Regions from separate parts of the Macaca mulatta genome. Here region 2 is linked to region 1. The links are chromatin contacts, called in public Hi-C maps. All regions are on one chromosome and are shown on one strand. Each heading gives the region's core, a stretch centred on a gene start, on an enhancer-like site or on the middle of the called end of the contact. The rest is flanking DNA. Distances are from core to core; before and after follow the strand shown. Region 1 holds the start of OSMR (oncostatin M receptor). Region 2 holds the start of RICTOR (RPTOR independent companion of MTOR complex 2).

Region 1 (6,721 bases), core at 3,703-6,202:
CTTAAGAGATTTTGAAAGAAAAACAATTCATCATTAAGTAATTATAGGGAATTCCTAAAATGACAAAATGAGAAAGTCCCACGTAGTCTTCTTACACTCAACATCTTGCTTTGCCATTGCAGAGTCACTTTTAAGGATATTCAGAAGTGTTAGATGTGTAACTGCACCAGACCAGTCTGGTTTAACTTTTTTTTTTTTTTTCAAATTTTTATTTTAGGTTCAGGGGGTACATGTGCAGTTTGTTATGTGGGTACATTGTGTGTTGTGGGGGGTTTGGTGTACAGATTATTTCATCACCCAGGTAATAAGCATAGTACCTGATAGGTAGTTTTTCAATCCTTACCCTCCTCCTCCCTCCAGTAGGCTCTGGTGTCTATTGTTCCATCTTTGTGTCCATATGTATTCAATGTTTAGCTTCCACTAATAAGAATATGCAGTGTTTGGTTTTCTGTTCCTGTGTTAATTTGCTGGTTCAACTTTGTGGTTCAACATTTATGTAGCGAAGCTGTGAGTTGTTTTTTAGTTGCCATGGACCCCCAGGTTGAAGGTCATGTAACTTGCGGAGGCCCAGATGAACTAAGAATGCAACCATGGGCAGAACCTAAATGCTTGGACCACTAAGTTAAGAAGTGGACAGCACATGGCAGGATCCAGGATTCAATGAGATTGCGCCCTCGTGTCACCTCATGGCAGGATCCAGTCAGATTATGCCTCCCAGCCTCACCTTACTGCAAGATCTAATCAGGTCACGGCCTCATTACCCTCTGACTATAGAACCTGAGACAAGCGCCGGGTGAGGACACAGATTTGAGCCAGACCCCTGTCTCCTTGCTTGGCAGCCTTGCAATAAATTTTTCTTGCTACAAAAACCGAGTGTTTCGGTGTTTGGCTTTCCACTGCACAGTGGGCAGAAGGACCCAGTTCCATTCAGTAACAGATGTCCTTTAATTAATCAAGCTTTATGGTAAATTTCAGATTAAATTTTTTTTGGAAGACCTGTTTAGCTTTCCACAAAATAATTATTTCCACAAAATAATTTTAGTTTCCAATAAGCTTTTTTTTTTTTTTTTAGAAATAAGGCCAATATCACCACCAATAATAATCACAGAGGCATGCATTAAGGCCTAAAAGTGAATCTTTAAGATGTCAATGTCAGCTGGGCACCGTGGCTCACATCTATAATCCCAGAAATTTGGGAGTCTGAGGCGGGTAAATCACTTGAGCCTAGGAGTTCGAGACCAACCTGGACAACATGGCAAAACCCTGTCTCTATAAAACATACAAAAATTAGCCAGGCATGGTGGTGCATGCCTGTAGTCCCAGCTGCTTGGGAGACTGAGGTGGGAGGATCACTTGAGCCCAGGAGGCGGAGGTTGCAGTGAGCCAAGTTTGCACCACTGCATTCCAGTCTGGGTGACAGAGACCCTGTCTCATTTTTAAAAAGTCAAATGTGATAATATGCTAACAAAATACGGAATTCTACAGAACTACAGAACTTGTCAATGAGGGTAATTGTAAACCATCGTCCACTGCTTAGGTGATGAAGCCACTTTCTTCACAAAATCCCCAATACCTTCAAATTCCATCAGTTGGTAACAAAATGCTGCCAAACTTGTAATTATAGCTATTTATAGTAGTGGAATAAATAGAATCACAATTATATTTCACAATTTACATAGCTGATTTCATAGATGTACGTATACATAGAGATATAGATAAATATAATGTTCCTGACAGTTATAGAACTATTTTTCCTCTGAGAAGTTAGATAGGGTAGCAATACATTCCACTAATCCCTCCTCCATAATAGTTACACATATGAGACTTTCTGATGGAAGACGGATGAAAGAGGATGGATCGAGAATCATTCTCAGGGTTTTGACTTCACTGTCCAGAGGACACTAAATGAAGGCTGGCCCATTAACTTAGTAAAGATAAAAGGCTGAACCATTCACTTAGTATAATAAAATCAAGTGAGCACAACTGAAGTTTGAATTTGGGCATACTAATTTCGAAGTACAAAGAAATTGGTCTGGAGTGCAGATGAAATCATTGCAATGGAAAGGAAGAGCTGAGAGCCATCAAGGCACAAGTGATCATTGAAATCCTGGATGTGAATGTGATCATTCAGGAGGCCCTGAGGCCCTGGGAAACACCAACATGTAGGGGGCAAGTGGAGAACAAGAAGCCCAAAAATATGAGGGAGGAGGAAGTCAGGTAAATGAAGGAAGAATGGAGAGAGTATTGCTTTTGAAATCAAAAGGAAGACAGAACGTCCAGAAAGAGTGTTTAATGGGCCGGGTGCGGTGGCTCATGCCTGTAATCCTTTGGGAGGCCGAGGAGGGTGGATCACAAGGTCAGGAGATCGAGACCATCCTGGCTAACATGGTGAAACCCCGTCTCTACTAAAAATACAAAAAAATTAGCCGGGCGTCGTGGTGGGCACCTGTAGTTCCAGCTACTCAGGAGGCTGAGGCAGGAGAATGGCATGAATCCGGGAGGCAGAGATTGCAGTGAGCCGGGATCGCACCACTGTACTCCAGCCTGGGCAACAGAGCAAGACTCTGTCTCAAAATAAATAAATAAATAAATAAAAACAGACACACACACACATTAAAAAAATAAAAAGTGTTTAATGAAGCAGAGTAATATGTGCCTTGGCCACACACTCTTATCAAAACTAAGCGAGGATGGATATTTTAGCTCTTAGCTTAATAAGCTATTGGTATTTTTCATCCGTTTCCTATTAGCTGTTTTCAGGATAATTGTTTAAAACTAACTTATGGAACATAACCTATGTATCAGTTTCCTAAGACTGCCATAACACATTACCACAAACTTGGTGGTTTAAAACAACAGAAACATATTCTCTTAGTCTGGAGGCCAGAATTATGAAATTAAGATGTTGGCAGGGTTGGCTGCTTCTTAGGGGTTCAAAGGGAGCCTGTTCCATTCCTCTCTCCTAGCTTCTGGCGATGTCCGGCAACCTTGCCATTCCTTGGCTTGAGTCAGCATAAGCAGGATCTCTGTCTCAGTGGTCACACAGTGTTCTTTCTGGGTGTCTGTGTCCAAATTCCCCTCTTTTTAGAAGCACAGTAGACACCGGATTAATCTCATATGACCTCAGGTTAACTTGATTAAATCTGCAAAAACGTGATTTCCAAATAAAGTGATATTTGGAGGCTTTGGGTATATCTGACTTTATGGACCCAGTGCACTCACTGTTAAGGGTATGATCGCGAATTTATAGGTCCTACTGCAACTAGATTCTAAACTTAAGTATAAATTTAAGAAATTAGAATGGTGCAAAAACAGATAAATTATATGTGGGCACCAAATTTTTACACTTCAGTCTCCTTCAATTGCAATAGGAGCCCAAAATAAGACTCACTTTTTAGAAATTCATACTGGGCTGAATATTTTTATTTGACGTCTCATTTGGTAGAAGAGAGATCCCTTTCAACTGTTTCTATAAACAAGAATTTTTTTTCTCAGTAAAATATAAAATCATAAAGCCTTTCCAACTCTTGGGCTTGGCAGTTTCCATAACCATGCAGATGGCTAAACTAATGGACTCTTTAAAACTCTTCAAGTAATAAGAGGTGCGGCAAAGGACCATACATTTATTGAGACAAAACTACCTTTTATTATCATCAAATATTTACTATGCATCATGGTCTTTGTGGCACCATTAGGTATTAAGTGTATTAGGGCCTTTAGGCCTTTGTTTTAGGAAAAATAAAAAAACAAAAAGATTCCCAGCTTTCCTTGGGATGACATTGGGGAAGAGCCAGATATGTGAACAAACATAAAAGTAACATTTTAAAATAATCCTGACATTATTTTGAGTCATCCAGTCAATTCAATATAGGATTCTAAGATATGTTTATGGTCGATACTTGCTGATGACTCTTGGTTCCCTACCCCACCCTCCTCCTACAACCTTCCTTTTGTGACACTTTCCAGGGTCCCCAAACTCAAACCAAACTGGGCTCAGCTGATCTGGAGCAAGTCCCCTTGCCTGCTGATCTGTCAGGCATCCAGACAGGTGAGGCTATGGGATCCCCCAGTCCGAGGCTGCCTCGGAAGGCTCCTGTTATCCTCTAAGAGAGGTCAAATGCACCTTTCAAAGGCCCAGACACGGTAAAGATTGAATGGCATTTTTGGCCAGGTGCGGTGGCTCAGGCCTGTAATCCCAGCACTTTGGGAGGCTGAGGCGGGCGGATCACGAGGTCAGGAGATGGAGACCATCCTGGCTAACACGGTGAAACCCCGTCTCTACTAAAAAAGCAAAAATTAGCCGGGCGCGGTGGCGGGCGCCTGTAGTCTCAGCTACTAGGGAGGCTGAGGCAGGAGAGTGGCGTGAACCCGGGAGGCGGAGCTTGCAGTTAGCCGAGATTGCGCCACTGCACTTCAGCCTGGGCGACAGAGTGAGGCTCCGTCTCAAAAAAAAAAAAAAAAAAAAAAAAAGTTTGGATGACATTTTTAAGGGGAAAAGTAAATCATGTGTAGCATGTCGTTGCAATGGGAAATAAAGGCTTCGGGACTGTTGCAGCCGAAGAAACTTTGTCGGACAGGGCCTTTCTAGATAGGACGCAAGTAGGGAAAATATGGGGACCCTATGATTCGGTTCAAACACGTTTTCATTGCTCTGGACGCGAAATGGAAACACGGTCAGAAGTTTGGTTAAAGGACTTCTCTTGCCTGAAGATTTTCAGCCGGGGATCTCACGGGTTTGGCCTCTGGGTTGGGATGACAAGTGTCCCTGTGGGATACACAGCCCCAGGCCTCATCGGTCACTCGGCTTCCCTCTGGTTCCGCCGGCTGGCCCGGGCGTCCTCGGCCCGGGCAGCAGCAGCGCTGCGCGCAGGGCGAGGAGCCTCGGCCGCGGAGTTTTGGGTTTTCATGTTTCCTTCCCAGGCCTCTCCCACTTCCTCTTCTTACCCGTGCCCGCCCGCCCGCAAAGTCCGGGTTGTGAGGCCGCGCCTCCCGCAGGATCGCGGCCGCCTACCCCCGGGACCGAAGGGAGGGAATTCCTGTGGGTCCCAGGAGTGCCAAGAGTGCGCAGCAAGACGGGAAATTGCAAAAGACCTCACCCCTCTGCCCTCCCCCGCGGTTTTCCCGTAACTCCCGCCCCTCGGCGCTTGCCCCGCAGCTGATTCATAGCCCCGGCCCGGGCCGCCTCTGCACGTCCGCCCCGGCGCCCGCACCCGCGCCCCACGCGCCGCCGAGGACTCGGCCCGGCTGGTGGAGCCCTTCGCCCGCGGCGTGAGTACCCCCGACACCCCGGTCCCACTCGGCTCGCGCCCTGCCGCAGCGCCGCCCTCGGTGGCTTTTCCGACGGGCGAGCCCGGTGCTGCGCGGGAAAGAATCCGACAACTTCGCAGCCCGTGCCGGCTGGACGCGACCGGGAGTGCAGCCGCCCGTTCCCCTCGGTGCCGCTTCTGCCCAGCGTTTGCTTTGGCTGGGCTTCCACCTGCGCGAGGACGGCGCTCGGAGGGTCCTCGCCCTTGGCCCGCCTACCTGGTGGGTAAACACTAAACGATTCATTCCTTACAGGCCGCACACTGCCGAGTCGCCCATTTCCCAGCCTGTTTGAAATTCACCATCCCAGCGCCTCTTTCTCAAATGATGGGGGAATGTTTGTTGAGTGAAAATTCCCACTTGAACCCCTCTTGCCTCTCTCCCAACACATCGTGTGGGGGAGTTCATTGCTTCCCCTCTCTCTCCTCTCGTAACCCTTAACTCCCACCTGACAGAGCCATTTCTCTGGGAATCCGTGTCTCTCTTCAACCTGGTCCCTAGAGAAGCGGGAGGAGCTCACGCACAGGTGGAGAGAGGAACCCCCGGGCGACGCTGCAGTAGTGTCCGTCCGGGGCGCTTACTTTCTTCTCCAGCTACGTGAGTGGAAGTGGTCCTCTACATTCTGGAAACCTAGGCACAGAGGGGTTCAGGAACTTGTCCAAGGCCATATAGCTAGCTGTGAGGGCACTGAAATCCGAGCCCGGCTTTCGCAGGCCAGGGCTTTACCCCTGACACTGCGATTCCTTTCTCGATAGTTCTTCATCTGCCTGTCATCCACCCACCCATGCATGCCTGCATCCGTCCATCCATCCTGCCTGCCCTGCTGCGGGAGGCACAGTGCTAGGTGCTGCTGATGGAGTGGCTTGGTAACAGACCTGCCTTGAAAACACTTTGGGAACAAGATATTCAAGAGAAGTAAATGGAAGGGTCTATGTAGGCAGAGAAGATAGAATTGAATGTGGGATACTTAGTTTGAGCTAGAAGGAATTCTGATGGAGGAGAAAGAAATTTTTGGGTCTTATTCCCAAGATTGAAACTGACTTTGGAACACGGGTCAAACTACTTATCACCTCTTAGATTCCTTGTCTGCAAATAATAATGGTTCATACTTACTGTGGACCAGCCCCTATTCTAAGCACTTGACATATGCTAGCTCATTTAAGCTTCATGAGTGAGGCGGGTACTAGTTTTTTATTCTTATTTTATTGAGGAAACTGAGGCCCAAAGAGGTTTGTAACTTGGCTAGGGTCACACAGCTAGCAGGTGACAGTATCGGGATTTGGGTTTGGAGTCTGCTCATGATCCCTGTGCTGCAGCTGAAACTCTAAGACTGGGTAGTGTGTTTCATTATGATTCCTGCTTTGTCTCTCTCCTGGACTGCTATAAAATGCACTCAGAGCCCTCGATGTTCCCAAAC
Region 2 (6,171 bases), core at 2,502-5,001, 230 kb after region 1:
ATAAATTATATTCTAATAATTATATTTGAACTAGTGTGTCCATGTTCTGGGAATTCACTTTGAACACAATAATTAAAGTAAACCAGGAGGGGTTTACCCAGGAAGAACACTGTATCTTTCCAAGTGATTCAGTACCAGTAAGAGATGCACTACTGGACTGAAATGACAGTCTATCCTTGCATTACGAATTGCAAGAGGAAGCATTTGGGCTTCAAAATACATTTTGGCATGCATTATAGACAGTATTTAATAACATCATTAGCAAATATTGGGGACTTTCACAAATTAAGCAGTCGTCTGAACAAAACTGAAAGCAACAATTAACCAATACAATGACTGTAAAATCTACTATAATGAAGTTCCTAAACTAGATAAAAAATAATCCATCAACAATTTTTAACTGAGGTTCTCTATGTATGAACCACAGCACTAACACCGGTACCAAAACCAATGAAACTTAGAATTCTTCTGAGCCTCAAGAAGCTTGTAAAGCTAGCCAAGTCATTATTAAAATAGTATGAAATTTCCTGGTGTCAGGGAGAAAAATTCTAAGATTCTATGAAATACAGTATCACATTTTATCCGAAGTGAATATAAAAGATTGCACTTCATTTATTGGAAATGACACAGATTACTTTACAGTTGCTGTATTCAAGAACTCAACTTCAGATAGACTATGCCCAATTAGTACAACAGTATGTTTCAAAAAAAGAAGCTCGAATACCATAATTCCTTATTAACAAGTTTATAATTCTCAAAACAACTGTTTGAAGTATTTTTAATGTGAGTTTTACAATTCTGATTTCACAATGTAGGAAGGCAACTAATGTTAAATATCACAAAGTATCCGGTCTTATGCCAAGTATTTTAATTAAGAACTAGCTCATTTACTTTTCACATTCTTAACTCTTTGAAGTTATCTCTTCTTTTAAAAATGAAGAAATCAGGAGTAAAGCAAGGTCAAATAACTTGCCCCAAATCACCCAACTATTAAATCTCACAGCTGAGGTTACAACCCTGAATGATTTGACTTTATAGTCAACTCTCTTCTCACTACACATTGATGGCTCCTTTAGGGATTACAATGACCATGACCTCTATTTTACAATGAGCTGTATTAGGTATATACACAATGAATCTCTAAAAGATTAAATTAAAACAATAAGAATAAAAGCAAACACTGCCTTGGCATTAAACAAAAAAATTTTTGGTTGCCCAAACTATGTTTTTACATACTGTAATCTAATCCACAAACAGCTGCCCTTCAGCTGCAACCCAAACTGCCTCACAGTTCTCAAATTATTACTAAACTTTAATTCCTCATGAATTTTCTTCAAGCCTTCTTTGAACAACGAAATGTTTGTCACAACAGCAACTTTTTAAAACAATAGTATCACTATAAAATGACTAATTCAGATTAATTCTAAACTTCCTTATGATTTAGAAATACAGATCTCATATAATCTCTCACTCTTTATTTTTGCAATCAGTTTTAAATGGCTGTGTATATTTTATTCCAAACTGAAGTACATTTTGTCAGGGCAAGCCGAAACAGCATTTTCTGCACTATTTATATTAACCTGGAAACACCTATGGACATAGGTGCTTACTAAATTCTGTTAATATAGCATTTTAAATAGTAAACAGAGTTACCTGTGTGCCTCAGTAAAACTGGAGTAAACCAAAATTATCAAAACAGATACGTACCTAAGCTCTTCCACAACTCAACATTTTGATACCAAGCAGAGAAACCACTATACACATGAGCTCGACGAACTCAATTTAAAATACAACTATATTATTTCCGGCACCACATCTAAGCAGGTTTTTAATGCACAAGTTAAACTCAAATTTATTAAGTGCCCCTTTCGCCTTCATCCAAAACACATATGCCTGTATATAAATTAAATCACTCAACTAATTACATCTTTTACAGACCTGAAATTGTAGAAATTATGCTTGTTAGGAAGTTTACCAGTAAATCTATTTTACATATATTTTTCACATGTATGTTATAGCCAAGTTTTCAAACAGTTGCACAGGAGTAAATAGCTTTACATCTTTCTGTACTAATTCTCAAAACCGATCTGCTGAAAAAAATGTTGGAAATCAGTGCACTGATAATCTAATTAGTAGGCATTTCCAAGACTTAAGTTCTATTATATTGTATTATATTTTATAAACTGGCTTGTAAAGGGACCTAGTTCCCCCAAAACTAAGTCCCTGAACTTTCAGAATAAAATACTAAGTTATAAAAATGTACTCTTGTAGCTAAGTGAAAGCTGACCACTCAGTTTATAAAACAGTGATCTTACACTGTGATATGCAAAATAAAACAAATTAGAAAATGCACTACGCTTTCACTCTCGCCTTAGCCAACAAGGAGCCCAGGTTTAACAAATTACTGTAGATAACAGTCATTACGTCAGGTACGACATAGCGTAAAAAACTGATCTCATACAGAATGTCTACAACAAGTTTTTTTTGTTTGTTTACTTCCTAAGGTGTTTCATAGATCTCAGAAACCGATTCTGTACAGCTGAACCGGGTTACACTCCAAGCTACAGCCCGTGTGAAATATGACTTCGTCGGAATCAGCAGGCTAAATCCTGTTTATCGTGGAGAGAAAAGAATCTTGTACGTAACTACTAAATCTTCAACGAGATAATGTCGAATAAACTCTAGTACTGTGAGTGATACAAGAAACACTGGCTAGCAATGGGATTAGGTCATTAAAAATATAAGCCGGGTTTCCTCAGTTCGGGAGGTGTAAACAAACCCATCTCCACTGCAGAAGGTAAACAATGAACCTGCAGCAGGGTGAGGGGGCGGTCTTTAGCCAACTACAGTCCCAGCGGCCCGGGAAAGGGAAGCAGAAGGGAAACAGCATAAACCAGACATTTAGCAGTAATGACCAGTCCTAGGTTTCACTACCGAGTTATCAATGCTGCGGGTCCCCACAGGACGGTGGGCAAAGGGGAAAGCAGTCACGAAGTCGGCAAACACCGAGCAGGTCCGGCTTCTGCTCCGGGGACGGGGAGGGCAGGATGTGGTCGCTCTTTCCTCAAACATCCTCCTGCTACCTAAATAACAGCCTCTACCTCCCTCCGGCTGTCCCCAGCTTGGGCTGCCGGACTCCAGGATAGATGCAAACCACTCTGCCGGAGCTCGAGCCCAGAGGGTCGCTGGGTCTGCCGAGTTTCACTCGGGGCTCCCCCGCACCCGCAGCAGCCCGAGGCCCGGAGAAGGGCTCGGGCGAGGGAAGCGGGCGCCGGGAAGGGGGATGGGTCCGGAGAGGCGGACCCGGGCTCGGCTCCCGGGGGCCGGCAGGCGGGGCTCCGGCTCTGCCACCCGCACCCCGCCGGTCCCGTGCGGGGCCCGCCCCTGCCTCTGGCCCCCAGCCCCGGACCCGGCTCCTCCCCAGCAACGCGCCCTCGCCGGCGCCCGCGGCGCTCCGCGTTACCTCGGGTCAGATCCAGCGGGACGTTCTCCTCGCCGCTGTCATTCCGCCCTGCGCGAAACAGACACACAGCCCCAATTAGGATTCGCTCTCAGGCCAGCTGCGGCTGCCCTGGCTCCGGCCAGCGCCCCGGCTCGCTCCCCCACCCAGGGCCAGGGGAAGGCAAGTGCCAGGGGTGGCGGGCGCCGGGCGACGGGGAGTGAGGGTTGCAGCGGGCTTACCTCGTACTCGGAGGTTCTTCAGAGAGCGGCCGCGGCCGATCGCCGCCATATTGACGGGTTTCAGTCACAACACCGGAAACCTCGCCCAATCGCGCGAGAACCCCTTCCCCTCCCCGCGCGCCGCACCCGCCCCCCGCGGCACCTCCCCCGCCCCCTAGGCGGCGACGGCGGCTGGTGGTGCTGTCTCTGCCCGGGCGCGGAAGGAGCACTGAGCCGACCCCAAGGTCTGCACGAAGTTCGCTGCGCCAGCCCACCCGCCCACGCCGGACCCGGAGGGCACGTTCGCCGGGAGGGGCAGTTCCCACGAGGAAAGTCCCATTGATGCGAGTTGGCAGCGTAAAGGATGCTCCCCTTCGGCCGCCGCGGAAGCCGTCGTCCAAACGCAGGCGAGCGGGGAGGAGGAGGCCGGAATGCGGCCGGCGGGCCACCTGCTCTCGCCGGCCTGCCAGTCTCCTGCTTGCTCTCAAGCCCTGCCACAGACTGCCCCGCTCCCCCGTGTATCCATTGAAACAATTTTTATAAAAACGCTGCGCACAGTTTAAGCCTCCCTTCCTGGAATCGCTTTGCTCCTACTAAGTTAGCACAGAACAAAGTTTGTTTTCCAGCCTCGCCCTTGATCTTCAGGATGCCCCTCTGGGCTAGGAGGGCTTCTCCAAGTGGAAGTGGCTGGGCAGTTTTGTTTTTGGCCGCCAGGCGTAGGACGCGAGAAGGGGGTGCAGCGGTCCCCGCGGTGGGATCGCGCCAGCGCCAGGAGGCCGGGGAGAGGGTTTTCTCTGCCGGGAGCCGGGGCGAGGCTGCTGGGTAGTGTGTCCAGCTTTTCTCTCTCTGCAGATGCTAAGATCGTGGATCATGCAGATGTTGTGGATTAATCTATTTTATGCATAAGCCTATTAACATTAGGGATTTTAATTCTAGAAACTGCTTAGTTAATACACACACACACACACACCTGGCCACTGACCCAGCAGCTTTCTCTTGAAGTACATTAAAGAGAGGAGCGATTTGTGCTCTCCGGTTCCTCAGCTTATCTTTCTATTCCAGGAGACTGAAAGTTAATTAAAAGTGGAGATCTTGCCTTACCCAGTTCTGTTTTCCCAGCTCCCAGTTAATGCAATCTCTGGCACAAATAAGTGTTCAATAAATATCTGTTGGATGAGTAAGTGCCTTGGTTTTCTAATTTGTTCCAATGCTCTGCTTACTTTAAGAAAAAAAAAAAAGCAATATTGGGGATATTTGTTGAAGTTGTTAATAACAGTGAACGTTTGGAAACACTTAAATGACCAAAGGTAGGGATTATGTAAATTATGTCAACCATTAAAAGTGAAGAGGTAGACTTAGGAAATAATGTTCATGATATTAAATCAAGCAAAAGATTACAAATTTCCTGTTTTTATGAAAGTTTATGTACGAAATTAAAAGTATGCCTTATAAAATATTTTTATATATACATGTATGTTGAAAAAGGTCTGAAAATATACATGAAAATGTTAACTGATTTTCTCCCCTCATTTGTGGAATTACACGTGCACTTTTTTGTTCTTGTTTGTCTCTACTTTTTAAAATATCCTATAGTTAATATATATCATTTGTAAAATAAGTGGTAAGAAAAAAATAAAAGGAACATAAAGTAGCGTCATCTGGAAAATAAAATAGGAACACTGCTTCCTTAGAATATTGCCAATTGTCTATATATTCCAGGTTTTTTTTTTATCCAAGTCTACATTCATATATCTGCGACTGATACTGCACTTAGATTTAAGGATGTAACACAGTTACAGTACTTTAAAGAAATGTTTCCTGGCTAATATCAACAAACGTGTTCCCTCCGTTATAGCTTTAAAAATCTTGGTGCAATTTATTTATTCTAGTTACTGCCTAAAACAAAAATCACAAAACTTGAGGTCTGGCAGAGGGTTGTATTTCAACCCTCCATGTATCAATTACATTTCACCCTTATAGAAAAGTAGAGATCTATCAATATAAATTATACCAGATTCTTACAGTTGTTCTGATTTTCAACCAATCTTTTATCATATTGTAAAATCCCTGTATATTCTACATTAACTCCTTCCTAATACAATTTAACTTCATTTTCTCTCAGTGTTTTATGAAAGTTGAGTACAACTAATCTACTTTTAAGTTACTCGAGGTACTTAAGTGCCTAAATCCAATAGTATTTTATCATTATAACTGTATGCTCCTATTAAAGACAATTATTCAATTACTCTATTTCTTGCAGGAGAAAAAAATTACATTCAGTCTTCCATTGAAACTAGTTTTTGCTCTGTTACTATTTCAGTCGTTTGAGTGGTTAGGTTCTCCATATTTGCTCTTAGAATGAATGGCAGGTCTGGTAAAAAAGAACAAGTTATTAGTGTTTGGAAGTGACACTCAACTAGGAAGCAGAAGTTTAGGTAAATTTTAGTAAGGAATACATTTTATAATGGGTTTGGTTTTTAAACAGTAGCACTACTTTATTGATTGTAGTCA

The links. A called contact is a pair of places that touch in the nucleus more often than the background predicts.
Region 2: a Hi-C map of fetal cortex germinal zone shows a contact between it and region 1, with 2.8 times the contacts expected there. The contact joins the promoter of RICTOR here to the promoter of OSMR in region 1. A contact is called at or near these places in 2 of 14 Hi-C or Micro-C datasets (fetal cortex germinal zone and liver).

Annotation. Positions count from the first base shown.
Region 1 is chr6:39,927,421-39,934,141 of T2T-MMU8v2.0, forward strand. It overlaps OSMR (oncostatin M receptor), which reads left to right and starts at 4,953. Exons shown (of 19, transcript XM_078004680.1): 1 at 4,953-5,268.
Region 2 is chr6:40,154,847-40,161,017 of T2T-MMU8v2.0, forward strand. It overlaps RICTOR (RPTOR independent companion of MTOR complex 2), which reads right to left and starts at 3,752. Exons shown (of 38, transcript XM_015139935.3): 1 at 3,682-3,752; 2 at 3,464-3,511. The coding sequence starts at 3,730.